2 separate regions of the Macaca mulatta genome follow, and region 1 is linked to region 2. Evidence: chromatin contacts called from public Hi-C data. All regions are on one chromosome and are shown on one strand. The core of a region is the stretch at or near the end of the contact, and the rest is flanking DNA. Distances in the headings are between cores, read along the strand shown.

Region 1 (3,493 bases), core at 983-3,482, 360 kb after region 2:
CCATACAAAGAGGTTTCATTTCAGCTGGATTTTTTGGTCACTTTGGACATTTTTGTGCCAACTTAATATGTTACTGAGAGCTTTGCCCTACCTTTCCTAATAGTACAATAAACAAGCAAAAGGAAGGTCACTACTGACAAACTTTGAATATAAAGTGCAGCGAGCTGGGTTTTAGGCTCATGGTTCCTGCATGTGGAGTTGAATATATGGCCTTTGCTTCCCTTCACAACCCACAGAGAAAGGGTGAAAAGCACAAACATGAAACAAGTGGTGAATACACAGATCACTAGCAGCCCCAGGTTTAAAGCGCTTTCATCAAGCCCCAGCCATGGGGAAGAAATACTTCAACAGCACCCTAAGGGAAACAAAAAACTGAATTATGAAACGAAACATTAAAAAGGCATCAGCGGTGTGTCTTAGAAAAATTCTAGTGAGATTTAAGTCACAACCCCCCACTTTCCCTCAAAAGTGCTTTCTAATAATACAGAGCACATTCTAAATGGCTTCCCTCTGCCAAAAACTTGCCAATTGTACCTCCCTTGCTCAGCAACCAGGGTGAAAAAAAATCAATGCCAGGAGAACATTAATGCCTTCATTTTTGAAGTAAATTCCAATCATTTATCTTGCTGGGCATTTATCCACAGGGGGAGTACCTCCTAAATGAATTCAGGAAGTGAATATGACCTTTAATAGATAATTTGGTTCCCAACTGGAAAGCAGGAGAGGCAAAACAAAGAGGAGAATGGATAAAAAAGGATTCAAATGAAAAAGTTAGAAAAACAGAGGAGAATGGAATTCACTTGGGAAAAGAATGAAAGCTGAAAGGCAATAGAAAAAGCATAAAAGCAAAAGGAGATACCATCTAAAGACAAATGCTAGATAAGGAAAGAGGGCAGGGGTAGCTAATAAACCTTTCAGAGTCCGGAATTACTTAATTCTAAATATTATCTCACTGTAACTTGACGACGTTCTAGGTTGCAGGCTGGGAGCCCTAGAAAAGGAAAGGGGTAGCAGTGGGGAGGGAAGGTGGGACAGTGCAGGAAAATAGAGACCCTCGTAAGCTCAAGAAGCATCATCAGGTTAGGCTGGATCAAGGAAAAAGCTGGGGCTCAGCTGGGTTCCTGGAAGTGCTGAGAGGCAACAACTACTCGGACTGACTGGTCCGTGGACGATCAAAGATTGCACGTGGGCTCGAGGGAGACTACAGTGACCCCCCGCCCTCAAACCCCCCACCTCCCGGGAGAGCCTTGGAGGCTGGACCAACAGATGGGCTCTAGAGGCCAGAGAAATGGAGGATTCTCTGACCAGGCGAGACCCGACGAGGACCCCGATGGGCAAGAGGCACGCAACACCCAGGGTCAAGGGCGGTGACACTGGGGTCCCGTGCGCCCTTAGCGGAGCCCGAACTCACCGATGCCGAGTCCCACGACCAGGCGGCCGGCGAGCAGCGTCTCCTTGTTGCTGGCCGCGGCCAGCACCGCGGAGCCGGCGGTGAAGAGGGCACTGGCCAGGAGGATGGCAGCGCGGCGGCCGAAGACGCCGTTGAGGGCGCCTCCGGCCAATGCCGAGACGGCAGCCGCCCCCACCGTGCTGGACACGAGCAGCTCCTGCCACAGCGCGTCCAGACTGAGCTGCCGCTTGAGCAGCAGCATGGCCCCTGACACCACCCCGGTGTCATAGCCAAACAGGAAGCCGCCGAGCGCGGAGAAGACGGCCACCACGTACACGAAGGCGGGGGTCTCGTCCTGCTGGAACTGCCGCCGCGCCGCGCGCTCCAGGTCCCCGACGCCGCCGCCCGCGCCCGCGCTCTGCAGGCTGGTGCTCGACTCGGCGGCCGCCAAGAGGCTGCACTCCCCGGCCGCGCTTGCCGCGTCCGGCTCCTGCTGCTTCCTGCGCCGCTCGCCCATCAGGCTGCTCAGGCTCCGCAGCGTGTACTCCACATTCTCGCTCGCCTTGCGGGACATAGGGCAGGGGCCCGGGGCTGCCCGGGGGGACGCGGCTCCGCGGGCCGGCAGTCTCAGCGAGCTGGACAGCCCGAGCCGGCGGGAGCAACCGCCGCCGCCGCCGCCTTCTTCCTCCCGGCTTCCGCTCCGGCTGCCACGGCAGCAGCCGCCGCCACGGCCGCTCCCGGGAGAAAGTTGCTGCCCGCCGCGCTCCGGCGCTGCGGAGTTGGAGCCCGGCGGGTCTCACTCCACACTCACACCCCGCGCCTGCCGAGCTGGCGCTGCGGAGCGGGCGGGAGGCGGAACCGCGGGTCACGTGCAACCGCGAGCCGGTGGGGCGGGGCACGGAAAGCGTCCCGCCCCCTCCCTGGGCGGAGCCAGGCTCAGCCCGCCCCGCACCCCTAAATCCCGCCCTCCCCGGTGGGTGCGACCTCTGACCTAGGCTCCCTCATTTAGGGCTCTGGCAACTGTATGGAATTAACCCTGCCTTCCGAGCTGCAGCGATGGAGCAAGCCAATTTGGCGATGCCACCAGGCAGTCTGGAAGCCACCCAGAATGTTTGCGCTGTTTGGAGGGTAGGGAGAGAGCACCTAAACCAGCCTGACTGTCCTTCCAGCAGCCTGGAGATAGGGCTGGAAAAACTATCCTAGAATACGACCTAGCAAGTACCCTTCCTTTTATAGTATTGTGACATTACCCAGCGTGGTCTACTTCCCTGGCATTAAATGTATTTGTTCTGGAGCAATTCAGGGCTGCATTCTCCCATTTCTATAGCTAGTTTCCACTCTCATCGCCAGTCCCTCCTCAATGTATGCTTATTTTAAAGGAATGGTACATTTGATTCTTTGAGGACGGAGATAAAATATCTCCTGGGGTGAATCCCAAACCTCCTTCCATGGATCCCTGACCTGTAAAAGAAAATTCACAATATGCATTCCACTCATGTAACGTGTAATTCCCAGTAACAAAGAAAACCCAAGACCCTGATTTGTGATTCGGCAGGCAGTCTCCACCTCCCTGCCCCAACATGATAACCAAAAGGTGGGATATCTTCTCTCCTGAGAATCCCCACTGTTGCCCTCCATGAGGCATTGTTTTAACAGCTTCATTTACTTGAAACAAAGCAAAGATGACATGATTTGCAACTTATTTTTTTAACTGTTGAGTGAATGAACAGTTGTTGGTTCATTTGGGGGTTTCCCCCCCTTTAATTTAAATGTTTTAAAATTACGTTATACAGTTCCGCATCAGGGGCTAAAGATTTTTGTTTTGTTTTGTTTTGTTTTGTTTTTGAGACAGAGTCTTGCTCTGTCTCCCAGGCTGGAGTGCAGTGGCGCTATCTCGGCTCACTGCAGCCTCTGCCTCCCAGATTCAAGCGATTCTCCTGCCTCAGCCTCCCTAGTAGCTGGGACTGCTAAAGATGTTTTGTCCCTCTGATTTGCTTTCATTCTTCAGGCTGAGGGCAAAAAGTCAAGCATCATAGGATTCTATTCCTACAACTCCACCGCTCTTTTATTTCCCTTATTTGAGCAAAAGCTTTCTTAGCCTGG
Region 2 (3,788 bases), core at 811-3,310:
TGAGTTTATGAATTTATGGAAAAATTTTAATTGCCAAATGGGATCCAGCTGAATATACTAAATATATATCCAGTTTAAAATGCCAGTGCGTTTCCTTTCCAAAAAAATAAATATTTCAAATGCCTTAAGTAGTGATTAGGAGAGAGAAAAGTTTTATGAAGATAATAAAAGCATTAGATAAATACTATGAACTAAAATCAAATACCAATTCAGCATGTTCAGAAGAGACGGGAATAGATTTTTATAATGTTTCATCATATTCATCATTCATCTACAAAATTTATCCATTTATTTATTCACTTGACAAACACTTTTTGGTGCTTACCAGGTGAACAGGATGCCTTGGGAGGAACTGGGAATGTGACAATGAACAAGGCACAGTCCTGGCCCTCCAGGGATTTATGGTCTAGTAGAGGGAGCTAGGGGCAGACAAACCTGTTCTTACGAAGAGGAATGATAAGTGCCCAGAGCACGGAATAAAGTGAGATTGCGGGGAGATCAGAGAAGGTCTTCTGGGAGAATGGTCTAAGCAGCAGGCATTCCATCTCTACCACAGAGACTTATGAGATTAGAATGAAACCTCACACTTCATCATGAATAATCCTACTGCAACCTATAAAGTCATGTGAACAATGCAGAAATCTTTTTTCTAAAAAGCAAAGTCTTTTCACTTTAGTACAAATGGATTCGAAGTAGCTCCCCGAAGTATTTTCCTGACTCAACCACTAAGCACTATTGTTTTTCATTTTGAATTATGGCCTCCATACATTTGCATTTGAAAACGTCTGTCACATTTACACTTTTGCAAGTGGTAAGTGCTGGTCTCAGAGGACAATGAAATGCACATGCACTGGCCTGAGCAGCACAGGTGATACAGTGGAAGGCATGGCCACAGCACAGAATACTGTTAAGCATTTGGGGAAGCTACTTTCAGCCCTATGCAGATTCTGCTCTTGGACTTGACGCTATGCCTGTCACAGGATATCTCATTGGTCCTAGACTCCCTGCCTATATCTTTTTACCATTTTCTGTTTTTTAGGTTTCTGTGAAACTAAAAGCTATGGTGTAAAGACTTCCACCTGGGGAGAGAGCTGGGTTGGGAGAGGGGTTGGGTGACAGCCCTAAGCACTGCAGGACAAGAAGCAATGCTTCTTAGGATAGGAGAATCCCTCTTTTCTTTTCCAGACACATTTCCAATGCCTTTGGAGGACAAGAAAACCACATGGAGATACTTATAACAGCAACATATAACCACATAGTCTCAATCACAAATGATATTCACAAATGATATTATAGTATATCTAAAAATAGAGTAATAAAATAAAAACAAAACTATGTTGGAAAAAATATTATCTTACCATAGTATGTAAGATATTCTGCTGTGTGTAAAAATGTTAGTGAAACCAGAACATTGAAAATCCAGTTTATTCCAGATGAACATGCATTTCCTGTACTTCTTGCCCAAAGGGGATATATTTCAGAATTCACAGTCCAAGGCATTGGTCCCATTCCTGAGAAATAAAACATTAAAAACTTCAGTAAAATAGCATGTAAGAAATTTGAAAAATTACAGTTTATGTACTCCAAAAAGAGGCAATTCAATTAATGCAACAGTAATAACAAAGTCTTTGTTTACCAGGTGCAAAGAAAACAAGATATAAAATAAGGCCCAGAAGTGCAGTCCAGGAATATGGAGTAGGGCAGAAATTGTAAGCCCAAAATATGTCTTCTGTTTTGAACTTGGTTTCATTTTCACACCTGAAAAATAATGCAATGTAAGTATTAACTTAATGTTTTAGACTACAGTTGCAGAATTCAATGTGATCATATATATATATGGAAATTCCTTAATGTCTTAAGAAAAATAGTCCAAAATGTTTTTCTTAAAAAATAAGAACTAAATATACAGTATTAGATATGCAAGCTCACACAGGAATTTTAGAGCTAAGTATAATTCAAGAGCAAAACAAAGACACTGTTTTATAACCATTTCACATAAATTAGACATGATTTCCAATTAGTCCCTGGAAGCTGCAGTAATACTTCAGTACCACTGAGAGTCAGTATGTGGCAGTGAAAAGACCATGGAATTTGCAATCAGGACAAGATTCAAATTTCAGAGCCAAATACTTTTCATCTGATAAAATGGGGATAATACTTTGTAGACTATTTTATGGATTAGAAGGGTAACCTGTAAAGGGTGATGGGGTGGATGAGGGAAGCAAATGATTCTATCTGATTCCAAATAGCCCTCTCCCTTCCTGCTGTGTGTTCTTACTTCTCTACCAGTCACTCCCTGATGACCTTGCCTTCTTAATCCATAGTAAAGCAAAGTGTCCTACAGTTTAGATCGATTCTGAAGTTGAACTTCCAATTCTTTACCTTAATTGCACCTGAAGATATTACCAGACTCAAAAACATTCCTATCTGCTATTGTCAATTTAGAGTATTGTCCTGTCTCCTTCAACCTCTATCTTTGAACCTTGTCATCCAAGCCCTATTGTTACAGTATTTATGAACTCATCATAACATTCCACCTGTCTTAGGATTTGGGTGCCTGCTCAGTCTACCTCCTCTCATCCCCTGCCACATTCATTTATTTTTAATTCATTGGTCTCATTTAAAAAAATTATTTTAAGTTCCAGGATACATGCGCAGGATGTGCAGGTTTGTTACATAGGTAAATGTGTGCGGCAGTGGTTTGCTGCACCCATCAACCCATCACCTAGGTATTAAGCCCCATATGCATTATCTATTTATCCTGATGCTCTCCCTCCTCCCAGCCCCCACAGGCCCTAGTGTGCATTGTTCCCTTCTCTGTGTCAATGTGTTCTCATTGTTCAGCTCCCACTTATAAGTGAAAACATGTAGTGTGTGGTTTTCTGTGCTCCGTATAATGCACTGGCCTCATAATTCCTTATTTAATCTCCAGAACTATAGAAAGAGCACTTTATAGTTTCCTTGATTTGGAACTATTTTACTTCAGACTTAGAGCCTTCCTTTTCTGATCACAACCACCACGTTGTTTATCTCCTCATTTCTGATAATCTGTGCTACACCCAGAACTGCCTTTGGATTATCTTTTCAGTATTCATTTACCTCACTGCTCAGCTTACACCATGCCAATACAGGCATAACTTGGAGATATTCTGAGGTCAGTTCCAGACCACTGCAATAAAGTGGGTCACACAAATTTTTTGGTTTCCCACTGCATATAAAAGCTATGTTCCCATGAAAGTGTAGTCTATTAAGTGTTCAATAACATTGTCTAAAAATGTACAAATCTTAATTTTAAAATATTTTATTGCTAAAAAATGCTAACGATCATCTGCACCTTCCATGAGTCATCTTTGTGGTGGAGGGTCTTGCCTCAATGTTGAGGGCTGCTGACTGATTAGGGCAGAAGTTGCTGAAGGCTGGGGTGGCTGTGGCAATTTCTCAAAATAAGACAAGGAAGTTTGTCAAATTGACTGATTTTTCCCTTCACTAAATATTTCTCTGTAGCATGCATTGATGTTTGATAGCATTTTACCCAGATAACTTCTTTCAAAATTGCAGTCAATCCTCTCAAACTGTGCTACTGCTTCGTCAACTAAGTTCATGTGATACTCTAAATCCTTTGATATCATTTCAACAATGTTCATAGCACTTTCACCAGGAGTAGATTCCATCTCAGAAACTACTTTCTTTGTTCCTCCTTTATCCGTTCAAGTTTTATTATGAGATTGCAGCAATTCAGTCACATCTTCAGCCTCCACTTCTACAATCGTTCTCTTGCTGTTTTTCAC

What was found. Hi-C and Micro-C count contacts between places; a contact is called where the count stands out from the background.
Region 1: a Hi-C map of fetal cortical plate shows a contact between it and region 2, with 2.9 times the contacts expected there. The contact joins the promoter of SLC2A13 here to the enhancer-like site in region 2. A contact is called at or near these places in 3 of 14 Hi-C or Micro-C datasets (fetal cortex germinal zone, fetal cortical plate and liver).

What each region holds. Positions count from the first base shown.
Region 1 is chr11:46,979,176-46,982,668 of T2T-MMU8v2.0, forward strand. SLC2A13 (solute carrier family 2 member 13) reads right to left here and starts at 2,233. Exons shown (of 10, transcript XM_001088026.5): 1 at 1,412-2,233. The coding sequence starts at 1,964.
Region 2 is chr11:46,621,756-46,625,543 of T2T-MMU8v2.0, forward strand. It overlaps SLC2A13 (solute carrier family 2 member 13), which reads right to left. Exons shown (of 10, transcript XM_001088026.5): 8 at 1,637-1,758; 9 at 1,359-1,511. LOC144332820 (a long non-coding RNA gene) reads left to right here. Exons shown (of 8, transcript XR_013400961.1): 2 at 1,640-1,775. Among named protein-coding and RNA genes, the nearest start is that of REDIC1, 140 kb to the left of the region's middle. Within about 2 kb of position 2,061, at least 1 of the 40 cell types and tissues checked has an H3K27ac peak or open chromatin away from gene starts, as enhancers often do. A contact at or near this core is called in fetal cortical plate, where this site is marked.